2 separate regions of the Mus musculus genome follow, and region 2 is linked to region 1. A link is a contact called in public Hi-C data. All regions are on one chromosome and are shown on one strand. Each heading gives the region's core, a stretch centred on a gene start, on an enhancer-like site or on the middle of the called end of the contact. The rest is flanking DNA. Distances are from core to core; before and after follow the strand shown.

Evidence for each region. A called contact is a pair of places that touch in the nucleus more often than the background predicts.
Region 2: a Hi-C map of uterus shows a contact between it and region 1, with 1.7 times the contacts expected there. The contact joins two enhancer-like sites. A contact is called at or near these places in 2 of 484 Hi-C or Micro-C datasets (brain and uterus) and 1 of 9 other capture datasets (liver).

The regions. Positions count from the first base shown.
Region 1 is chr10:3,683,688-3,688,615 of GRCm38.p6, reverse strand. No RefSeq gene overlaps it. Among named protein-coding and RNA genes, the nearest start is that of A330032P22Rik, 32 kb to the left of the region's middle. Within about 2 kb of position 2,550, at least 2 of the 459 cell types and tissues checked have an H3K27ac peak or open chromatin away from gene starts, as enhancers often do. A contact at or near this core is called in uterus, where this site is marked.
Region 2 is chr10:3,889,665-3,894,047 of GRCm38.p6, reverse strand. The region is part of intron 3 of Plekhg1 (pleckstrin homology domain containing, family G (with RhoGef domain) member 1); the gene reads right to left. Among named protein-coding and RNA genes, the nearest start is that of Mthfd1l, 81 kb to the left of the region's middle. Within about 2 kb of position 1,922, at least 75 of the 459 cell types and tissues checked have an H3K27ac peak or open chromatin away from gene starts, as enhancers often do. A contact at or near this core is called in uterus, where this site is marked.

The DNA of each region.
Region 1 (4,928 bases), core at 1,301-3,800:
TATTAACAAGAATTAGATTTAATGACTGATTTTATCATGAGCTGGGATAAACTATGAAGGTAAATTATATTTCTATATGCCAGCACATACAGTTAAAATGTAATTTAAAATATTCCATTAAAATTTAACAAAATGAAAAGCTCTTAGAGCTAAACTTCACAAGGATACACAGAACAACAACAACTTCTTCTTCTTCTTCTTCTTCTTCTTCTTCTTCTTCTTCTTCTTCTTCTTCTTCTTCTTCTTCTTCTTCTCCTTCTCCTTCTCCTTCTCCTCCTCCTCCTCCTCCTCCTCCTCCTCCTCCTCCTCCTCCTCCTTCTTCTATTAGATATTTTTTTCATTTACATTTCAAAGGCTAGCCCCTTTCCTAGTTTCCTCTCTGAAAGTCCCCTATACCCTCCCCCAGCCCTGCTCCCCAACCCACTCACTCCTGCTTCCTGGCCCTGGCATCCCCTTGTACAGGGGCATATAATCTTCACAAGGCCGAGGGCCTCTAATCCCACTGATGGCCAACTATGCCATCCTCTGCTACATATGCAACTAGAGACACAAGCTCTGGGGGTCATGGTGGGGTGGTACTAGTTAGTTTATATTGTTGTGCCTCCTATAGGGCTGCAGACCCCTTCAGCTCCTTGGGCACTTTCTCTAGCTCCTTCATTTGGGGCCCTGTGTTCCATCCAACAGATGACTGTGAGCATCCACTTCTGTATTTGCCAGGCACTGGCATAGCCTCACAAGAGATAGCTATATCAGGGTCTTGTCAGCAAAATCTTGCTGGCGTATGCAATAGTGTCTGGGTTTGGTGGTTGTTTATGGGATGGATCCTCAGGTGGGGCAGTCTGTGGATGGTCCTTCCTTCAGGCTCTGATCCGAACTTTGTCTCTGTAACTTCCTCTATGGGTATTTTGCCTCCCCATTCTAAGAAGGAATGAAGTATCCATACTTTGGTCTTCCTTCTTCTTGAGTGTCATGTGTTTTGCAAATTGTATCTTGGGTATTCTAAGTTTCCTGGCTAATATTTACTTATCAGTGAGTGCATATTATGTGTGTTCTTTTGTGATGGGTTACCTCACTCAGGATGATATCCTTCAGATCCATCCATTTGCCTAAGAATTTCATAAATTTGGACTCCAGAAAATCAAATAACCCTATTAAAAATGGGGTACAGAGCTAAACAAAGAATTCTCAACTGAGGAATACTGAATGGCTGAGAAACACCTGAAAAAATGTTCACCATCCTTAGTCATCATGGAAATGCAAATCAAAACAACCCTGAGATTCCACCTCACACCAGTCAGAATGGCTAACATAAAAAATGCAGGTGACAGCAGATGCTGGCAAGGCTATGGAGAAAGAGAAACACTTCTCCATTGCTGGTAGGATTGCAAGCTGGTACAGCCACTCTGGAAATCAGTCTGGCAGTTCCCCAGAAAATTGGACATAGTACTACTGGAAGATCCAGCAATACCTCTTCTGGGCATATACCCAGAAGAAGTTCCAACCGGTAAGAAGGACACATGCTTCACCATGTTCATAGCAGCCTTATTTATAATAGCCAGAAGCTGGAAAGAACCCAGATGTCCCTCAACAGAGGAATGGGTACAGAAAATGTGGTACATTTACACAACGGAGTACTACTCAGCTATTAAGAACTACTTCTTATTCTCCTCCTCCTTTTCCTATGGAAAAACAACTCAAGTAAACCTCAACAACCAGAGGATATGCCATTGTCAAAACTGCACTGAAAACACACATTTCAGACAGTCCCAACCCTAACAGAATTTATAATGAAGACAGATGTGTTAAGGCTTACTTTCTTCACATGAGGACTCATTTTAGGATGTGCTATTGGCAGAAGCACAGCTAGATGGGCTCTACAGCAAAGCTTGAGGCCAGGTCAGACACACATCTGCACTCAGGTCAACAGTGAAATCACAAAGACGGGCTTTCATAAAATGACACTGCATCCAGTTGCATGTGCATGTACACCAACATACACGAGCATGCAAGCACACAGCTACAAACATACATACAACACATGAACATACAAACACACATGAATAGGCAGACACACCTATGCCCATACTTTTCCTTTTCTCTCACCTCTCTGAAACCAAATGTTCCAGTTGGATTGAGATTTAAATTTTAATCAATATATAGCAAAGCTTGCTAGAGAGATTTGGAGAAACATCATTTGATGCCAATGAAAAGGACACCGGAAGCAACAACTGTTAAAGAAAGAGAGAAGAGAATCTGTCAGGGACCCACTGAACACCAATCAGAGGTACAAGATGTATATGTATGTGTAAATGTATATGTATGCATGCCCGTGTGCACACATACACACACATACACACACACACATCAACAGTTGAAACTAAAAAAAAAAAAAAAAAAAGGAAAGAGAGAATGTGGGTAGAAAGTTAAAGTAGCCTGGAAAGGAAAGTTGAAGGAAGAGGCTGATGGAAGCAGGGAAGGGTCATAGCACCTATGCTGCCAAGAATCCCAGAAACACTGGACAGCCAAGTGTCCACGGGTTTATGAGCAAGGGATGCTGGGGAGAGCAGCTGGAGTGGCTGGAGACAGCTGTAGGGCAGACTGCCTGGATAAAGAGCTCAGAGAAGTGAGGGGAAAATGCTGCTAATTTAAGCAGACCATTGTCTTTTAATGAGAAAGTATGTCTAAGGCTGATGGCAGGCATTACAGTGCACAGGGGTGGGACTTGAGAGAGAGGAGAGTAGAAAAGGAGGGTGACTGCTAGTGGTTGCTAAGAAGGCATGGTTCATGGGAGTTATTTGAAACACTGTGTGAAGAAGAAGCTCAAGTCAACCTGAAACCCTCTCTGAGTAACAGGAGAGGGAGGAGGGGCTATAAATGAATATAAGTTATTGCATAGTTTTCACAAGTTGACTGTGCTCATTTTACCAATTGATATATTTTAATCTTTCTAACTAGTATCATTAGTATTCGTTAGCACTAGCACGATGCTATTCCAAGCTTTTCGTCTATGCTGACTTGTTTTTACCTCCAAACAGCTCACTGAGAAGCTATTTAGTCTTCTCCATTTTAAACCTTAGGAAAGGGAACATGGAAATAGATTAATAAGTTTTCCCAAGGTCACGTGGAGCCAAGATATCCACCAAGTAAGTCTGGAAGCCCTTCTTATCACCTCAGTGGAGATTGTCTTTATTCCCTGTACAGAAGGGAATTCTGTTGTGGGGAATCCATGATGGTTGATTATAATAAACAGGAGGGCTGTGTAGGTGCCGCAAAGGCCCTAAGGCTTCTAATGATTGTGCACTGCTGGCTTCTAATGATTGTGCACTGCTGGCTTCTAATGACTGTGCACTGCTGGCTTCTAATGATTGTGCACTGCTGGCTTCTAATGATTGTGCACTGCTGGCTTCTAATGATTGTGCACTGCTGGCTTCTAATGATTGTGCACTGCTGGCTTCTAATGATTGTGCACTGCTGGCTTCTAATGATTGTGCACTGCTGGCTTCTAATGATTGTGCACTGCTGGCTTCTAATGATTGTGCACTGCTGGCTTAAGCAAGAGCCGAGGAAGCTTAGGCTCGGAAAAACCAGGACGCCAACAAGAAAAAGCCTCTCAGTGCTGCCTCTTAAGTTATGTTGCTAATAATTTTCATATTTTTCCAAAGGAAAGAATATGTTCTCTTTTAGAGAAACCCTTGGGGAAATATCTTAGGATTCTGACTCTTAAAGTATCATTTGAAATGGATTAGTGGTGAATAAACAGGATGTAATAGACTTATGGACAGCCAAGGTGAACTAAGTCATTAGAAAGGGGCAAAACAAAGCGTTACCTATTGAGCAAACTGTTCAGTTTTATTTATAGGAACACTGTGTTTTCCCCCAAGGACTGCTGAACTGTCAGGATTATTTATATCCCTTGGCCTGCACTCAGGGGTATCCTGTGATCCCAAAAAACATGACTCACGCTTCCAGGCTCTACAAGGTGGTCAGGCACACACATCCTCCTAACCACCCATTGCCTGCACACTGATGGGCAGCCTGTATAAACTCTAGTTGACTGACTGGTTGATCAAATGCTTGGGATCTCTCTCATATACAGGTTAGATTTTAGAAATCCAAACAAGATGTTTACAAACAAACAAAGTTTTGTACTGAGAAGATGTTCTATGAATCTCCAAAGACTACAGAGGGTACCAATTTTGTTTAGAGGGCCAAAATGTTTGTATAATGTTAATGACACAGAGTGTGACTGCAAAAACCATATAGTGGCAGGAACTCTATGTGTTTGTATATGGCTTATGAACTCATACAGAAGAAAGAAACCAATGTCACTAGTTATCATTGTTAAGGAAGAAACTGCCCGATAAGGTTAAAAAATCATCTATAAAATGGTTAACCCTCTGACTTGCTGGAACCAGGAAATCGAGTGAAATTGCAAACCTTACTAGGAAGCACATCAACCAAACGGAAAGATTGTCATCGCCCACATCATTATCACTTGCATCTTCTTCACTTGTAATTAAAAAGCAAGCTCCTTTTATTACCTCTAGAAGGGAGCAGAGTGTTCACGCAAACACGCATTTACAATTTGTGTTGACTGATTTCTTCCAGAAGAACAGTGCATCTAAGACAGGGAAGTCTAAAGCAGAGAGGGGGTTTCTGACGGGAGGGTAGGCAAGGTAGAGAACCAGAGAGAATCGACATAAAGCAGGAAGGTTCCATGGAAGACTGAAAAGAAGAGGCGATCAGAATGGAAACAGGAAGCTCAGCTGAAGCCAGAGATGAGAGGATACTGCTGTGGTCTAGGCCAAGAAAAATGTTCAGAACTGAAGCTGGGGACGCCATGTTTCAGGTCATTTCAAGACACAAACATGGGTGGTTTGAGAGAGGTGTGTTGGTTATACCAGGGCTGTGATGGGTTATTAAGGAAA
Region 2 (4,383 bases), core at 673-3,172, 210 kb before region 1:
TTTTCCACATACATGTTACCAATGATCACATGCTTAACTTAGACAATGATGAGTCATATCAGTTACATAATATACTAGGGTACCTCCCAACTATTCTACAAAGCCCGTGATGGCAACATAGCTAATTCTCCAAGAGCGTTTTCTTAGGGTTCATCTGATGGAGAAGAAACAGGTTTTAAAAATAAGCCTCATGGGCTAGAGAGATAGATAAATGGTTAAGAACACTGGCTGCTCTTCCAGAGGTCCCAAGTTCAATTCCCAGCAACCACATGGTGGCTTATAACCATTTATAATAGGATCCGATGCCGTCTTCTGGTATGGCAGAAGATAGCTACAGTATACACAAAATAAAAACATCTTAAATATCTTGGAACTCGGACATAAAATAAGGTTTCAACTGGCTACCAAGGTAGGGGCTACCTGAATAAAATTATTTAGAGAGAGGAAAAAGCTGGAAGAGGCTAGCCCAACTTTCCACTTACTGGGTCACACAGATGGCAACAGGGTTCTTTATGCTGTGTCTTTCCAACAACTATAGGATCTTCTACTACCAGAGAGGGTTGATAGCAAGTACGCCACTGCTGCTGTCGGCACTAGTGGCCGAGGGGAGTATGGGGCAGAGCTTATTAGAAATCTTCGATGTGCAAATAGAGTTTGTTAGCTTTTGAACCAAAAATGGCTGTGGTCTGCCATACTTCACAGTGTTTTTTGAGGAGGAACCTGAGAGCCAGAAGACCTTAGAACCTTAGAGCTACTGTCATAGCCAGTACTAAGCCTCCTGGTACTGGCACCTAGAGCAGAGCTGCGGTGGTCAGCTATGGAAGGTTTGGCTTTGCATGGCTCCCACTGAAGAGGTAAGGCAATGGAGTCTTGAAAAGCGGTCAGTAGCAGCATACCCCCGGGCTCAGAAGGCTGTGACAGGCCAACAGGCATGCTAGCATCACATGGTACCTGGAACCCACACACAGTGGGACCTTCATAGTGAACCCTGCCTTCTGGCCTCAAGGGCCAAACTTCATTCTCTCATAAATCTCCTGTCTTGCAAAAGATGGAAACTGCAGTTATATGAAAAGCATGCAGTTTGCTTTTGCTCAGATCACCAAAAGAAAATAGAGCTAGCCGGGAATAGAGCCCAGTGGTAGAGCATTTGCCTGGCACCCACGAACCCTGGGTTCAGTCCTCAGCAGTGCAAACAAACAATAAATTACTGCTCTAGATATCCATCTAATCACTCAAAATATCACTTATGAGAACCCTGTCCTGTGAGCAGATCTGCTCTTCACTCTCGCCACCTTTGTTTCTGTCACTCTGTCTCTAAGTTCTGAGAACCAAGATACCTGCAGGCAAGTAAGTGGAGCTTTTTATTTTTTTAATTAATGATTGATGTGGGAAGGCCCAGCCCTCTATGGGCAGTACCACCACTGGACAGATGTTTCTGGGAGGTACAAGGAAGGTAGGTAGTTGAATGTGAGACTGAGGAAGGAGGAGCCAGTGAGCAAGCACCCCTCCATGGTCCCTGCTCCAGTGTCTGCGTCAAGCTTCCTGCTTGAGTCCCTGCCCTGACTTTTGTTACTTAGTTTCTGGTGTTTATCACAGCAATAAGAGGAAGCCGACTACAATACCTAGTTAACTCATCTTTTAGGATTCTTCCAAGGTCCTCCTGTGTCTCAGGGAGTTGGAAGCTCTCCTTAGTGGTTATTGTAGCAATTCCAGAATATTCTTCAGGAGAGCTAGCAAGTCTCTCCAGAGCTCTCACTCTCTCACAGAATAACGAGAGCAATGGTGGGAACCCTGCTCCAGCTGACCTATCTTGATGGACAGAATGAGTCTCTGTAATGTGAGCCTGTGCTACCGGGGATAAAGAGAGCCAGAAAGGGAAGGGTTAAGGGAAGGCCTGTCACTCTGTGTCAGCATCAGAAGCTGCATAAAATTTCAACCCAGCTCAACATTCCTCCTTTGTCACAAAGCAGGAAGAGGCTGCTAGCCCTGCTTCTCCTCTCAAACTTTCCCCTACACTGGCCTCTGCATAAGAAAAGAAATGCTTTTCTAATCAAAAGTAGATTAACTCCCACCCTTTCTCTGCATTTGCAACACCATTGTCCAGGCCTTAAACAGACCCCAGGGGGAGTGATTTATCCCTTGCTTTGTGCTTGGCAACTCTGCATTTATTGTGGGCTAGCTCACAGACCCAGCCTTACTCTCTTGGCCCAGGGTGGGATTGCTGGAAGCCTGGGTACAATTACAAAGGCAAGGCCTGCTCAAAAACAAAAGAGATACTGGTAGGTTTTCTTGTTGACACAGATAGAGAAAAAACAAAACAAAACAAACAAAAACTCTGAACAAGTTTCATTAATCTTTCTGACTAAAATACAGGTAGTTTTATTTTCACAATAAATGGCTTCTTGAAATTAGTTCCAGAAAGATGAATGTGAATGCAAGGACTTCACAGCTCCAATCCCACATCACCAACTCCTGTGATGCAGAAAGCATAATCTACAGCGACAGGCACTGTTTGTCTGTGTTAATTAAAAATAACAAAAGGAAATATTATAAAGTGTAAAGAATGGCCTCTCCCAATACCACACAAACACACACACACACACACACACACAACACATACACAACACATACATATATATACACACGCACACACACAAACATGACACATACACAACACATACACACACACAAACACAACACATACATATATATACACATGCACACACACAAACATGACACATACACAACACATACACACACACTCAACACATACACAAACACAACACATACATAACACATACACACACACACACACTCACACACACAAACACAACACATACACAACACATACACATATACACACACAAACACAACATATACACACATACATACTCACTCACATATACACACATATACACAATACATACACACACACAAACATAACACATGCACAACACATTCACACACACATCTGCCCACACACTCACACCCACACAACATACATACATACATACATACACACACATACTTCTGAAGGGACCTTATGGGGAAAACTTAGTGTACATCCATTCTCCATTCCTTTGTGACCTGTCTTTGAGTAGATTTCTTTACAGAATAGTTAGCTAAAGCAACCTTAGCCTCTGCAGCAAGCGCTGGTCTTTGTATCTTATTAGGGAGTTGTCTGCAAAGCTTCTCACGATGTGCCTACTGCCAGCACCCACTCTCCCTTCCATGGAGGAATTTATTTTTTCTTTTTTATGAGATGACACTTCATTTTGGTGCTGAATAAGTGTATAAAAATATATTTGATCTCACAGGTCTCACCTCTAGACAAAGAACTGCAGGCAACTACAGACTGTTGAGGAGGGAGAATTAACCGTGCCCGGTAATGAGTCCCTTGGCTATCCAATACAAAGCCAGCAGCCCTGAAACCATAGATACATAAACAACAAAAATGGATTCAGAGGTTGTACATACGTATTTTTCTGTCTGTTTGATTGTATGTATGTATGTATGTATGTATGTATATATGAATGTGTACATGTATTTGTATGAATATACATATATGGTATGTATATATATACATGTGTATAAGTATGTATATATGCATGTGTGTATGAATGTGTGTATGTATGTGTATGTGTGTGTATATGTGTATGCATGTATATAATGTGAATGTATGTATGTACATGTGTATGTATGTATATATGTATATGCATATATATGTGTGTATGTGTATATGCATGCATGCATGTATATGGTATGTGTACATGTGTGCATACATGTATGTATATGTGTATCATGTGTGTATGTTTGTATATATATGTATGTGCATATGTCTTTATGTGCAAATATATGTATATATGCATATGTGTGTATATATGGTATATGTACGTATATATATGTGTGTGTGTGTGTGTGTGTGTGTGTTTATGTATGTATATATGTATGTGTGTATATGTATGTATGTATATATATGTATATGTGTATGTATGTGTATATTTGTGTATATATGTGGATATATGTATATATGCATGTATTATGTATACTCTGAGATTAGAGCAGGATATTGGGTGACTTCCTTTATCACTTTTACTGTTTCTATCAATCTCTGAAATGTGAGCTTGCTACTTCAGCTCCACTGGCTGCAGAGCCCTTGGGATCTGCCTGTCTCCATTTTCCAGTGTTAGGGTTACAGGCATGTACAGTTATGCTTGGCTTTGGTGATTCAAACTCAGGTCCTCATATTCGCAGAGTAAACCTTCTTACCCACTCAGACATCTCTGCCTCTGGAGTTACTGTTTATCTGGCCCAGAGTTTCTGGCCGGGATGAGAGGAAAGTTCTGGAAATGGACAGTATGATGGCCACACAACAGCCTACCT